3 separate regions of the Zea mays genome follow, and regions 1 and 3 are each linked to region 2. The links are chromatin contacts, called in public Hi-C maps. All regions are on one chromosome and are shown on one strand. The core of a region is the stretch at or near the end of the contact, and the rest is flanking DNA. Distances in the headings are between cores, read along the strand shown. Region 1 holds the start of LOC100381528 (oxidative stress 3). Region 2 holds the start of LOC103635870 (probable pectinesterase 53). Region 3 holds the start of LOC100280678.

Region 1 (3,924 bases), core at 85-2,584, 200 kb after region 2:
GTGGATTGAGGAGGATTAAATCCCCTCATATACAAATTTGTATAAAAATAGATTAAATCTCTTCAATCCTGCTCAATCTATTCTAACCGAACAAGGCCTCAATCCCACTTAATTTATATGAATTGAGAGCGAACCGATCAATCCTGACTTGGGGAGCACCTTTTCTTGAAACGGAAAAACATATGTATCTAGTCTCGCCGCAAGTTAGCAAATCAGACGCCACGTAGTACACATAAGCACACATCCCTGAGAGCGAAACCTCTCCTGTGTTTCAACCCAAGCGCAATGCACATAATCGAATCGAACCTGGAGTATAACATTAGTTTTGATGTAAGTTCTGAATATGATTCTGAACATAATGACACCGTAGAAAAAAAACCCTCAGATTCAAGCAAAAAAAAAAAAAAAAACAGAAGGAGGTGAGTTTCAAGCTGATGCGGCAATCTACCATCTGGAAGTAGCACATGACCCCGGTTAATTAATGAATGTATCTTTAGTCTAAAACAAATTATATTATATTTTTGGATGGAGAAGTATTTAGAAGTATTTGATTTCACGCTTTTTATACCAATGAAGTTTATCTTAATAATTCCTTATAAGCTATCCATTTACTCCAGCCATAAGCCAGCTAGTTCCTATAGGCTGTTTTGGTTCGATTGTCCCGAAACGCTTGGTCGTAAAGATTTTCGGTTGTAACCCAGACCAGTACACAAGACACTACGGATACAAAAGTTTTTTATCGTTAGAAATTTCAAATTATTTTATATACGATATAATCTAAACAAAACCAGAGTTCACGCTTTCGGACCGGTCGAGTCCGAGCGTTCGGACCCGGAGATTGGCGGCCACCGGCCAGCACCCCCACCCGGTGCGATTGCGAACCAAACCTGGCCTCGTGCGCGCGGGACCCGGAGTGAGATGAGGATAAGATCGGAGAACAGATTCCGGAGCGAAAGCCATGCGTGGCAGCGCCGCAGTGGCCAGCCCGAGCCAACACGCCTTTATTAACGCAGATTTACACCCCACGTGTCGGCGTGGGTCGCAGGACCCGATGTGCCATGGACGCGACGGCACTCGGCACAGTGCCACAGGCGGGGAGATGCGAGGGCACGACCACGAACCGCTGCAAAAACAAATGGTTTCCGCACCGAATTTCGCACGTTACTCGCTCGCGACGCGAGATGGACAGATGGTTTTTGCGTTGGTCAATCCGTCAATGGACCGACGGAGAGAAAGCGGGCGGGGAGGGCAGGCGCGGGGCGCGTTATCTCGCCGCGGCGTGGCGCCGGGAGTTATATAAAAGCGCGCACCGCGGAGGCCGACGCGCAGAGGGAGCCCAAGGAAGCGAAGCGGAAGAGACCGAGAGGGAGAAGCGTTTCTCCTGGGTTGTTCGGGTGAGCCGCTAGCGAGAGCGAGACGGAGCGAGGCTTTGCCGCTGCAGAGCAGAGCGACATGAGCTACCGGCTTGGAGGCGCGGCGGACCGCGAGGAGGGGGACGAGGAGCTGTTCGAGACGGCGCCGTCCGTCTCCGGCGGCGAGGGCTCGTGCGACCAGGAGCGCCGCGCGTTCGTGCCGCCGCTGCGGAGGATGAACTCGGACAGCATCTACGACATGGCGTCCATGGTGTCGCAGCAGCTCCCAGCCAAGTAAGTGCGCGCGCGCCTGCACCCATGGTCTGTCTTCTCACGCCTCACGGTATTTTTGCTCATGAATCGGGGACCTGGCTGGCTGGCTTGCAGGAAAGGGCTATCGCGGTACTACGAGGGCAAGTCGCAGTCGTTCGCGTGCATGTCGGAGGTGCGCTGCCTGGAGGACCTGCGCAAGAAGGGCAGCCCCTACAAGCACAGGACCAACAAGAGCTACGGCGCGCTGGGACTGGGACTGGGAGGGATGATGTGGCCAAGAAGCCCGCCTCCAGCTCCTGCGCCGACCTCGGCCTCGCCGCCGCCAACGGGTTCAGGACGGCCCACGGCCCCAATTCAGAACGGGTACCACCAGTGAGGCTGTAGCCTGTAGGCAGACGACGAGAGCACTGCAACTGTTTTTTCGTTCTCTCTTTTTTTTTTTTACTTCTCTACTCTTGTTCTGCGGGATTTCCTTCACGGGCTTGACTTGACTTGACTGTGAGAATTTTACGAGGTGGTGTGAACTGTTGCTTGCTCTGCTATCGGAGTACCTGTAGAGCACTAGAGGGACTCACTCACAACATAATTGACCGTTCTGCACTGTTGCTGCTCGGCAAAACAAACTGCTGTTTGGGTAAATACGAAGCACTGCAGTCCTGGCAGAAAATAATGATCGACTGTTTCCTTCCTTTGGAGTGACCATTAACCGAATCCTCTCCCGCACCTACCACATAAGCTCTCAACTCAACTTTGATTCAGTGTACAGACCATAGAAGGCTATATAGCTCAGTTTTTTTAGAATTCACACAAGTTTATTTCAGCGCTCGCTCAGAAATCGTATAACATAATGAAATAGTGTGTGGAAAGAGCTCCAGAGAGATCGATGGTCTTTAGTAGGGGTATTTATAGAGATTGATGATCAAATTTGTGATTTTTTTTTTCATTTTTTGAATTTTTCGGACTCCAAAAATAACTAGTTGCAACGGCTGGACCAATTAAAAACCTCCACGTCGCTCTCATCCGTCACTCTTGCTCTCCCTCTCGCCAGGCGACAGTGGGCCCCCTGCGCGAGAGACAGCACGTCCAAGGAAAACATTGAGATCTCTCGCAATCTCTACACCAATACTCAGGTCAGATCTCCGATAGCCAAATCTCTCACGCCACCCACAGGCCAGACCATACAGTTCTGTCCCGAGAGAATAATTCTGCAGGATGTGCAAACAGCAAACTCATGCCACTAAATTAAACTCTGCCGATGTAAGAGCGAAATACAGACGCGAAAGCCACCATAGCAAAATCATCTACCAGGTTCGAACAATGGCCAGGACCAGGAGATGGTTCGCAGGAGAGTTTCCTCATGATGGGCTTGTGGCGAACCAACTAGCGCTTGGACAACGTAAAACAAACAAAATGCATCGCTACACCTAGGCGCAGCCAGCGGGGCTTTGTTGGTCTGGACAGCATATTTAGATGGCAAAGTAAAACAAACTCAATGGTAGCAGAGCATGGCCTCGAAAGGATGCTTCACTGGATTCTTCGTCAGATGATGTTGAGCTCTGAATTCTTGCATTGCTTGACAGTTCACTGGATTCGTCATAAGACAATGCTGAGCTGAGCAGGTTGGGTTCGAGCTCTGCTCTGCATGGAAAGGCATCTCGCGTTGAGCTTGCCGAACATTTTTAACAGCCCGCAGCGAAGAAGTGCCATATTTCAGCAACTGGATCACTGAATTGGAGACCAAGTAGTGTCCGAGTAATAGAAGTGCCATATTTCAGCAGCTGGACTCCTGAGTCGGAGCGCGCGGTGCACAGGACACGCTGGACCGGACGACCGTCGTCACTGCAGAGCTCTCTGGCGAACTCCCCTCCGTGGCGACAGCTACAGGCCACGGGAGCTGTGCAGTGACGGCGTAGTGAGGACGGCGTGTGAACGACGGACGGTAATGGTGACGGGCTGTGTGTCGATCAAAGCTCAAGGGACGAGATAGATGGTGGGAGCATGTCAAACGGGCGAATTTGCCGGTGTCTCCGTTTCTACTGTGTCAAAATTCTCAGCATGATGTCTATTCTAGCGAAGCCCATCGTGCAGTGTTGTATACTAATTGCAAACATATCCTTTCTTATCCGGCCGTCTTGGTTCTAGCCACTCCCCACTCCTCACGGCTCACGAGGGTACGGCACCTCGCCGTGGCCCGCGGCTGTTTCCGAGGCAAGCGGACTCACCGGCGTCCTGCGCACGCGAGGCGAGCAGCGGCTCCGTCGACCTGCGAGCCAATCCGTCTTTATTTCTCCACCCCAAT
Region 2 (4,265 bases), core at 290-2,789:
ACTCTAGCTCCAGCGCAGGAGGATCATAATTCATAAACACGCGGACACGCCCTGGATCTGCTGCAGGCTGACATGGTAGTGGTACGACGACAGTCACGTCGCTCAGTAGGCCATGACCATGCGTTCTGCTTGTACTGTGGAATAAATAAATGATGGGTTATGGTACTCTTTATCTGGTAGAGCTTGGCAGCTTGTGCTTTGAGGGATGTAATAGTGGCCCCGATGTTTGTATTTTCCTGGCGAGCCGGAAATTTTGTGGAGTATTTGCTTGTGTGACTCCCTTTTCTCTAGCTCTCTGTGGCCATTGCATATTTGCTGCATTGGTGTTTGGTAAGGACAGCTCCGTCTGTGAAGGGAAGCAATGAGCCAACCGCTGAGCTCTCTCTCGACACCATCGAGCCTGACCTGATAGTGTACCACTGTACCGATTCGGGTTCGGTTAAACCCGAACCAAAGTGTGGTAATCTGAAAAACAGTTCGATCCCATCCAAGATTTTGACCCGATCCGACGTACTATCAAGTCTAGCGGGCTCTGATCATGAGTCCACCCCGTGAAAAACCAAGCGACCCTATCAGTTAGTTTACTGTGGTTTTCTGTGGTTTGACCAGTGAACAATCATATGGTAGCCATTTTCCTCTCTCGGCGTGAGGAAAGATTGAGCGCAGCAAAAATACGAAGCGGAACAGTGCTCCGAACAAATTCGATCACGGGGTGAGAACAATACAATACAGCGATCGAGACCCCAGCAGAGAATTATACTTCCGGCGCCGTCTCCAAGACAATTCCAGCACGAGAAATGCTGCCGGCATGCCATCTTGGCTAATGCGACACGGCTAGAGATGGCAATGGGTACCCGAAACCCGATGGGTTTTTACCCCATTAGGGTACGGGTTTGGGTCAATTTTCATACCCATGGGTTTGTTAACGGGCATAAATCTATACCCGACGGGTTTATGGGTACGGGTTTGTTCTTATAGTACCCAAACCCGCGAACTCGTGGGTTTTTTAAACCCGACCAAACCTAGTGCATATTGTCATTTTATTTTATAAACGAACAACAAACTTGTTATTCCTTATTTACTTACTAATTTTTATCAAATGGTGAATGTATAAGTAGTCGGTGAGAGTGTTGCTTGCTTGCTATTATACAACTTATTATTTGTATTCCATTCTCTCTACTAATAATTTTTATACCAAATCATGAACTCGTTGTTCATCACATAAATTTTGGACCATGATCTCATTAATCATTACGATACTTATTGATTATAGGAAGAACAAGCATATTGGAGATAAAACCCGTGGGTAACCCGCGGGTACCCTCTAACCCGATGGGTACGGGTTTGGGCAAAATCTCAAACCCGTCATGTGTACGGGTTTTTTAATAGGCATAAATATTTTTCACGGGTACGGGTTTGGGACGACAAAACCCAGCGGGTTTGTACCCATTGCCATTTTCTAGACACGGCCCTCCCCACCCCCGCCCGAGGAATGCTTGGATGCGGCGCAGCAAAAGCAACCAGCTTCTCGCCCCGCCCCCGGCGCGGCTCGTCGTCACTCGTGAGCCGCGTCCGTCGTCCGCGCACGCCCGTGATCTCCTTAAATTCCCCCCTCCGGGAATTATAATAACCCCCGGCCGCTTGCTAGTTCTCGCAGGCCAGCGGTGACCGCGGCCACAGGGCACCTCCACCGCGCGACGACGACAACCATGGCCGTGCCATCGCGGCTCCTCCTCTGCTCCGCCGTCGTCGCCGTGGCGCTGCTCGTCGCGCCGGGAGAGGTGGCCGCCGCCGCGGGACACGGGCACACGCACACGAGGCGCCTGCGGCCCAAGAAGAGCGCGGCGGCGGCCGCCGCGAAGCTGTACCCGGCGAACGCGACGCGGGCGGAGGCGATCGAGCGGCAGTTCACGCGGTGGGTGCGCTTCGTGGGCGGCCGCCTCGGCCACGGCACCTACAACTACAACCGGCCGGCGCTCACGCTCCTGCCCGCGCGCACGCTCGTCGTCGACAGGAGGCCGGGCGCCGGGGACTTCACGTCCATCCAGGCCGCCGTCGACTCGCTCCCGCTCATCAACCTCGCCCGCGTCGTCATCAGGGTCAACGCCGGCACGTACACGTACGTACGTGCATTGCATTGCATTGCATTGCTGGCGCTGCGTCGAAGACGGGTCTCACTTGCTCGGTGCTGCTGCAGGGAGAAGGTGAACATCTCGCCGATGCGCGCGTTCGTCACCGTGGAGGGCGCCGGCGCAGACAAGACGGTGGTGCAGTGGGGCGACACGGCGGACACGGCCGGGTCCTGGGGCAGGCCCATGGGCACGTTCGGCTCCGCCACGTTCGCCGTCAACTCCATGTTCTTCGTCGCCAAGAACATCACCTTCAAGGTTCTTTCTCTCGACGCGGCGTTTCCGCTTCGCTACGAGAGAGCCTGCACTGCACTGCATGCCTGACGCGCGTTTCCGCTGGGGCAGCAGAACACGGCCCCTGTGCCGCGGCCCGGCGCTCTGGGCAAGCAGGGGGTGGCGCTGCGGATATCGGCGGACAACGCGGCGTTCGTGGGGTGCAACTTCCTGGGCGCGCAGGACACGCTGTACGACCACCTCGGCCGCCACTACTACCGCGACTGCTACATCGAGGGCTCCGTCGACTTCATCTTCGGCAACGCGCTCTCCCTCTACGAGGTCAGTCCGTACTGAGCATCTCGTCGGCCTACCCCGTTTACTGCCAAAGAGTCGGTGAAGAACAGGTGCAAATGGAATGTCGATGCGCATTAACTAATCGACCCCTCTTTCAGTTTTTAATTAATTAATGGGGTACTCCTACTACAGTAGATAGAGTGGGGTGAAGTGAACCTCTCATGTCGTCCGCCCTTGTCGTTGGCGGCGGGCACGGTTCCCCGGCCCCAAGCGTGGTGCCGGCCGCCCGTGACGCCTGCCACTGCCATCGCTGTACTCCTTTACGCAGTACCACTTGCTTTTTCTTGTGCGTTCTCCCCGTTTGGAAAATAACAGCTGGATGATGAATATACAGGGGTGCCATGTGCACGCGATCGCGCGGAACTACGGCGCGCTGACGGCGCAGAACCGGCAGAGCCTGCTGGAGGACACGGGGTTCTCGTTCGTCAAGTGCCGGGTGACGGGGTCCGGCGCGCTGTACCTGGGCCGCGCCTGGGGAACCTTCTCCCGCGTCGTCTTCGCCTACACCTACATGGACAACATCATCATCCCGCGCGGCTGGTACAACTGGGGCGACCCGACGCGGGAGATGTCAGTGCTCCTCCTCCTCCCTCCCTCTCCGGCGCCGCCGGTGCAGTGCATGAAATGGAATCATCTGACGCGCGGTGCGGTTGGTTCTATTCGCGTGCAGGACGGTGTTCTACGGGCAGTACAAGTGCACGGGGCCGGGCGCGAACTACGCCGGCAGGGTGCAGTGGTCGCGGGAGCTCACCGACGAGGAGGCCAAGCCCTTCATCTCGCTCGACTTCATCGACGGCTTCCAGTGGCTCCGGTTGTAGCACGCCACATTGTTGACACACACACACACACACACCATGCATGACCTTAATTAGTTGATGTGAATGAAGAGCAAACAAAAACACAAGGCAAATACAAATCCAATTGTTGGCGCAACTGCGTACGATGAGAGTTGGTGGTTGGCTGGCTGATGAGTGAGCGCTGCAGAACTACGTCCTGCACTCTTTTTGTTCGACTCCTTTCCTGTGCATCACATCGCTGCAGGTTTTCATGAACATGGGCTTCCTTGGCCCAGGCCGGAATAGCGTCAGGTTTGGTCCACATGCTGACACGCGAGTGCAGCCAAGCCCATCACCCGTTCCGAGCAACCTTCATGTTTACAGCCGAGCAAGCCTAGTACTGTTCACCAGGCACGCGTAAAACTGCTTATTTGAAATTTTTTAGCACGGACAATTTTAGCCAAATGTTTACATTAATAAGTGATAGTTTGAGAACCCCATTTTTCTAAAGGGATTTTCATTTTCCAGGGAAGTTAGTTTATTTTTTCATGGGAAAATGAAAAAAAAAATCTAGCCCTGAAACAAAATAATGATTTTAACACTTATCCATGTAAGATGGGTTAAGAAGAAACCACTTCATCAAGCAAAAATATAGCTTTCCCGCGACAGACCCTACCTAGCGCACCAACTTTCGGTGTTTGGACTAACGGTCCTAACCAACTAGTAAAATGATGCCACGTGCCCAGAATCTAGATGATGTGCGAGTTGACACAAGTGGTTTATCCTGGTT
Region 3 (4,289 bases), core at 357-2,856, 220 kb after region 2:
TTCTTTTAGAGAAGAGAAAAGAAGAGGCTTCGCGCAGCTTCATTTGGCATCGCATCGCCCTATGCTGTGTGCCGCCGCGCCGCTTACTGCGACCTCCCTCGGTCCAGACTCCAGAGTATGTTCTGGACCAGGGGCTAGGGCTTCATCTTTGGAAGGTCGCAACTTCGTCGTCCCCTCTTAACCCCGGGGATGTTTGTCGTACTCATCGTCCGGCCGCCTCACTGACGGCGTCATGGCGGCAATGGCGAATCGTCGTCATCACCGGCCCGGCCATGTTGGTTTCCCATTTGCAGAAACTCTACCGCATTTCCTTCATCCAAGACCAATCCCCCTGCAGTGATCGGATGAATGGAACACACGTACTTCCACGACTGAACACCGATTAATTGCAGATTAGCTGAACACCGATTCCAGAAGGCAGCAGTGTACTGACAGCGAAGGCAACTACACTTTGTATATACACTGGTAGTAATGATCGAACGAACGAGAACCATGTACAGCAGCACGCCACGCTTACAGATTGCAGTATTAATAGTTGCACCAGGTTTGGTTTATATCCACAAGAAGAATGATGCAAATTCATGAAAGAAAATGGTACGATCAATATTGCTTAACGAAGCTGTTCCGTTGACGACGCCGGCAGCAGCGAGCGAAGGAGATCGCAGATCGGCATCCACCACATCTTGGACGCCTACATCACCAGCTCCGACACCCATCCCAAGTCCGGCCCGTCGTCCTCCGTGACCGCAGCCGCAGGCAGGACCGGCGCCGACGACGACGCCTTGGCCTTCCTGAATCCGAGCTCCCGCATCGCGAGCAACAGCTCCTCCACCTCGGCGTCCGCCGGCTCGTCGACCCACCTCCGGCCCTCCACCGGCGACACCGGCGGCGACTCCCAGGGCGGCGCCAGCGTCGACTTGGGCGAGAGCGACAGCGCGAGCGGCGAGCAGCCGTCCTTGGCGGCGCCGGCGCCGGCGCCGGCGCCGGCGCGGAGCTCGGCCGCGGCGTGCGCGAAGAAGCAGACGCGGCGGCGGCAGGCAGCGCCCGCGCGGCAGGGGCGCGTGCGGTAGCGGGACGGGTGGAGCCACAGCTCGAAGGTGCCGTGCGCGAGCGGGCAGGCGGCCCCGCGCGGGCACGCGGCGCCCGCGCCCGGGCGGCGCCGGAAGTCCGGGCACGGCTCCCCCGCGTAGGCCACGCGGCGCGGGTCCCGCCGCCGCGCGGCCTCCCCCGGGTGCGCGTAGGGGCACGCCGTCCAGTCGTGGCTCCGCGCGCGCGCGCACCGCCGCACCTTGAACTCGTGCATCATGAACTCGTCGTCCGCCTCCGTCGCGACGTCGCCGCCCTCGGCGCGGGTGGAGGAGAGGTACTCTCCCAGCGCGGCGAGGAGCTGCGGCGGGATCTCTGCGGCGGACGGGTCGGCCCACGGCGCGCCCAGAGACGCCGGGTCCAGCACCAGGTGCAAATTTTCACGGCTCACCATGCCTGCCGTCGCTCTATCTGCCTCGCCCTCAGTGTTGTTCAACACTCGGTCCAGTCCGGTTAGCCTGGGTGGTGGTGGTGCCGGGGAAAGAGAGGACTGTGGTGAACGTGCCTTGAGGAGATATAACAACCGTAGGGTTGGTGGCGCGGGGTTTTATAGGGGTTGGGCTGGGGCGGTATCGTATCCGGCAACCGGCATGGGCGGTATTGAGGGCTCTGTTGGTTGCCGAGCTATCGGAGGCTGGCGTGGCGTCGTGGGGAGGTGGTTTGGCGCGGGGCGACTACGTGGAGAGGCGTGGAGGCCCGTGCTGCATGTTGCTCGCCACGTCGCGGCCTCTCGGCGAAGGAAATGGGGCGGGCCACCGGGCGCTTTTGCGGCTGGGCCGGTGAGGTTTCGAGCTGCGCTGCTGTACGGCGTGGTCTGCTGCGCAGTACGGGACACCCACACGTACACAGCTGCATCACTACTCTTGTGGATCCAGCAGCCATGCCCCTGAGAAGAGGCAAGGCACCTGGACATATATATTTATCCTGGTACTAAAGAGAGCATATACTTCCGTGCACCTTAAAATAAAATTTGCATCAGCTGACTCGGGAGGGAGCCTACGGAGTACGGACATTTCCGCCCGCGGTAACCGTCCCCCCCCCCCCCCCCCCCCCCCGGCCCCTGCATATGGATGGAGCGTGAAATAGATGACCGTTAGCAGCGCCCCGACTCAAGGCAGACAGCCTCAAGCCCAAGAATATCAGGCCCGGCCTGCTCTCGCACACCGGCCCAACTTTAGAGTTTCGGCCCCAAGTGTGTGCTAGAGTCGAGAGAAATTATCATATTCATGTATGAACTAATGAACATAACATCGTACTTTGTTTATCAGCGAGTGCGAGGCCATCGTTACCTCCTGCAGCTATCAAGTTCCTCGAGTTGCTGATGGTGCCGGCCTAGCTGCTCTACAGTTCTATGTTGTCCAACATTCATTATTGGCAGTCATGCATTCTCTTGAGACCTTCGGGTGCTTCCCCTAGCTCTCTGCCTTCGATATGATCAATCATTGCCTTGGATGCAGGTGTATTGGAAGCGGCCATTCCGACGTCATCATAAAGGCTGTGGAGTTTTTTTCGACCCACTCCTTTTATCCTATCCTGGGCAACATTTAGTTTTCTAGGAGTTAAGCTCTATGATTAATTAATTAATTAATTAATTAACGCACTAAATGACTAGGGCTTCATCAAGTGCTCAATAACACAAGGAGAATGATCTTCTCTTGCTTTCACACACCCTTGTCAAAATCCCTCGAGGAATCACAACGTTGGTCAAAATCCCTCAAGTTCTATCAAGTTTATGTTGGCAATTAAATCTTTGGCTCGATAAATGAAGGTCATTGTAAGGAGTTTGGTGAGTTGATGTCAAAAGAGTTCGAGATGTCGATGATCATCGAGCTTACTTTCTTTCTTTAGCTTTCAAATCAAGTAAATGAAGGTAACTTTATCCGCCAAGACAAATACACCAAATACTTGCTAAAGAGATTCAAAATAGAAAACTATCTGCTCGCCACTCTTGAACCTACTCACTCACAGTCACAACTCACAGGGTGACATCTGCTAAACAATCGACGCCCTTGCTCTGCACTGTGGACGCAGCCCCGTACTCCAGCGCGGCAGCCGCTCCCCCAACCTGGATGACGGTGGAGCAGTTGAGCCTGATCTGGATGTGCTTCTTGACGATCCCCAGCACATTGACCGTGCCGTTGATCGCCGTGTAGGTGTGGAGTTGGTACTCCTGGCCGAACACGAGGCCGGTGCCGTTGACGGCGCGCGCGAGGCGGTCGGCGAGGAGGTCGACCGTGACGTTCATCCGGACGCTCCCGCGCGCGCCGACGCGGCCGGCGGGCGCGTACGCCACGCTCACCGTCCGGCCCTCGTAGTAGACGTCCGTCTCGGTCCGCGAGAACCTGAACGCCGCGGCGTTGGGGTTGTCCACGGAGACGTCGGCGGTGAGCGTGGCGTTGGCGGCCACGGGGGCGGCGGCCCCCGGCCCCGTCCCGGGCCCGGCGCTGATGGCCGTGAGCCAGACGTTGTTGACGGCCAGGCGCGGCTGCTTGACCCTGAACACGGTGAGCGCCAGCGCCAGGATGATGACGCCGACGACCACGATGGCGCTCACGCAGCAGCCGCCGCAGCAGAGCGCGCACCGGCGCTTGCGGAGGTACTGCGTGGACCGCCACCTGGCCCTGGCGGCGGCGTCGCTGGCCGACGGCGCCGGGTAGACTGTTGGGGAAGGCAGCGCGAGGGGCCTCGTTTGGTCGCTCTTGCCCTCCTCCGCGCTCCTCGACGCCCCGGCGGCCGCCATGGAAGAGGGCCGGCGGACAAGAGAGGCAGGCCGCAGGCCACACGCACACGCGGTCTGTACACCAGTAGAACCAACGTCTGCTTCGTCTGGTACACGGACGGTCCTATGAAGAGCTCAGCTCTGGCTCACGCCACTGTTGGGTTGGGGTATTGGTCTTGTTACACGTGGTGTTACGGAATTCGTAGAACGCCGGCCGGTACATGTTCTATGCCGGGTTTGACCCGCTTGACTTGGCCCAATGCAATGCAAGTGTAAAAATTCGCGATGACCGTAGACGATGCAGCAGATGCTCTGCTGAATGGAATGCGTCTCACATGTTGTATCAAAAAATCATCTGTGGTCAAGGAAGGAAATCCAAGGTGGACAAGGTTTCTGTCTCTGTGGTGGCGACTTGTGAGCGTGAGTGTGCATCTCTCCTATCAATCTAGAAGTACCAGGCAAGAAGCCTGAGGCCGGAGCGATT

Evidence for each region. Hi-C and Micro-C count contacts between places; a contact is called where the count stands out from the background.
Region 1: a contact with region 2 is called in a Hi-C map of tassel, with 2.6 times the contacts expected there. The contact joins the promoter of LOC100381528 here to the promoter of LOC103635870 in region 2. A contact is called at or near these places in 4 of 25 Hi-C or Micro-C datasets (bundle sheath, ear, root tip and 1 more).
Region 3: a contact with region 2 is called in a Hi-C map of ear, with 2.1 times the contacts expected there. The contact joins the promoter of LOC100280678 here to the promoter of LOC103635870 in region 2. A contact is called at or near these places in 3 of 25 Hi-C or Micro-C datasets (bundle sheath, ear and root tip).

The regions. Positions count from the first base shown.
Region 1 is chr8:127,975,510-127,979,433 of Zm-B73-REFERENCE-NAM-5.0, forward strand. It overlaps LOC100381528 (oxidative stress 3), which reads left to right and starts at 1,335. Exons shown (of 2, transcript NM_001174357.1): 1 at 1,335-1,646; 2 at 1,740-2,240. The coding sequence starts at 1,453. The coding sequence ends at 2,001. It overlaps LOC100194108, which reads left to right and starts at 3,766. Exons shown (of 12, transcript NM_001359397.1): 1 at 3,766-3,924.
Region 2 is chr8:127,771,674-127,775,938 of Zm-B73-REFERENCE-NAM-5.0, forward strand. It overlaps LOC103635870 (probable pectinesterase 53), which reads left to right and starts at 1,540. Exons shown (of 4, transcript XM_020543317.2): 1 at 1,540-2,387; 2 at 2,475-2,684; 3 at 3,034-3,269; 4 at 3,370-3,639. The coding sequence starts at 1,710. The coding sequence ends at 3,517. It overlaps LOC103635869, which reads left to right. Exons shown (of 3, transcript XM_035961799.1): 3 at 1-290.
Region 3 is chr8:127,994,117-127,998,405 of Zm-B73-REFERENCE-NAM-5.0, forward strand. It overlaps LOC100280678, which reads right to left and starts at 1,607. Exons shown (of 1, transcript NM_001159256.2): 1 at 551-1,607. The coding sequence starts at 1,480. The coding sequence ends at 692. LOC100281266 reads right to left here and starts at 3,910. Exons shown (of 1, transcript NM_001154185.2): 1 at 3,022-3,910. The coding sequence starts at 3,826. The coding sequence ends at 3,062.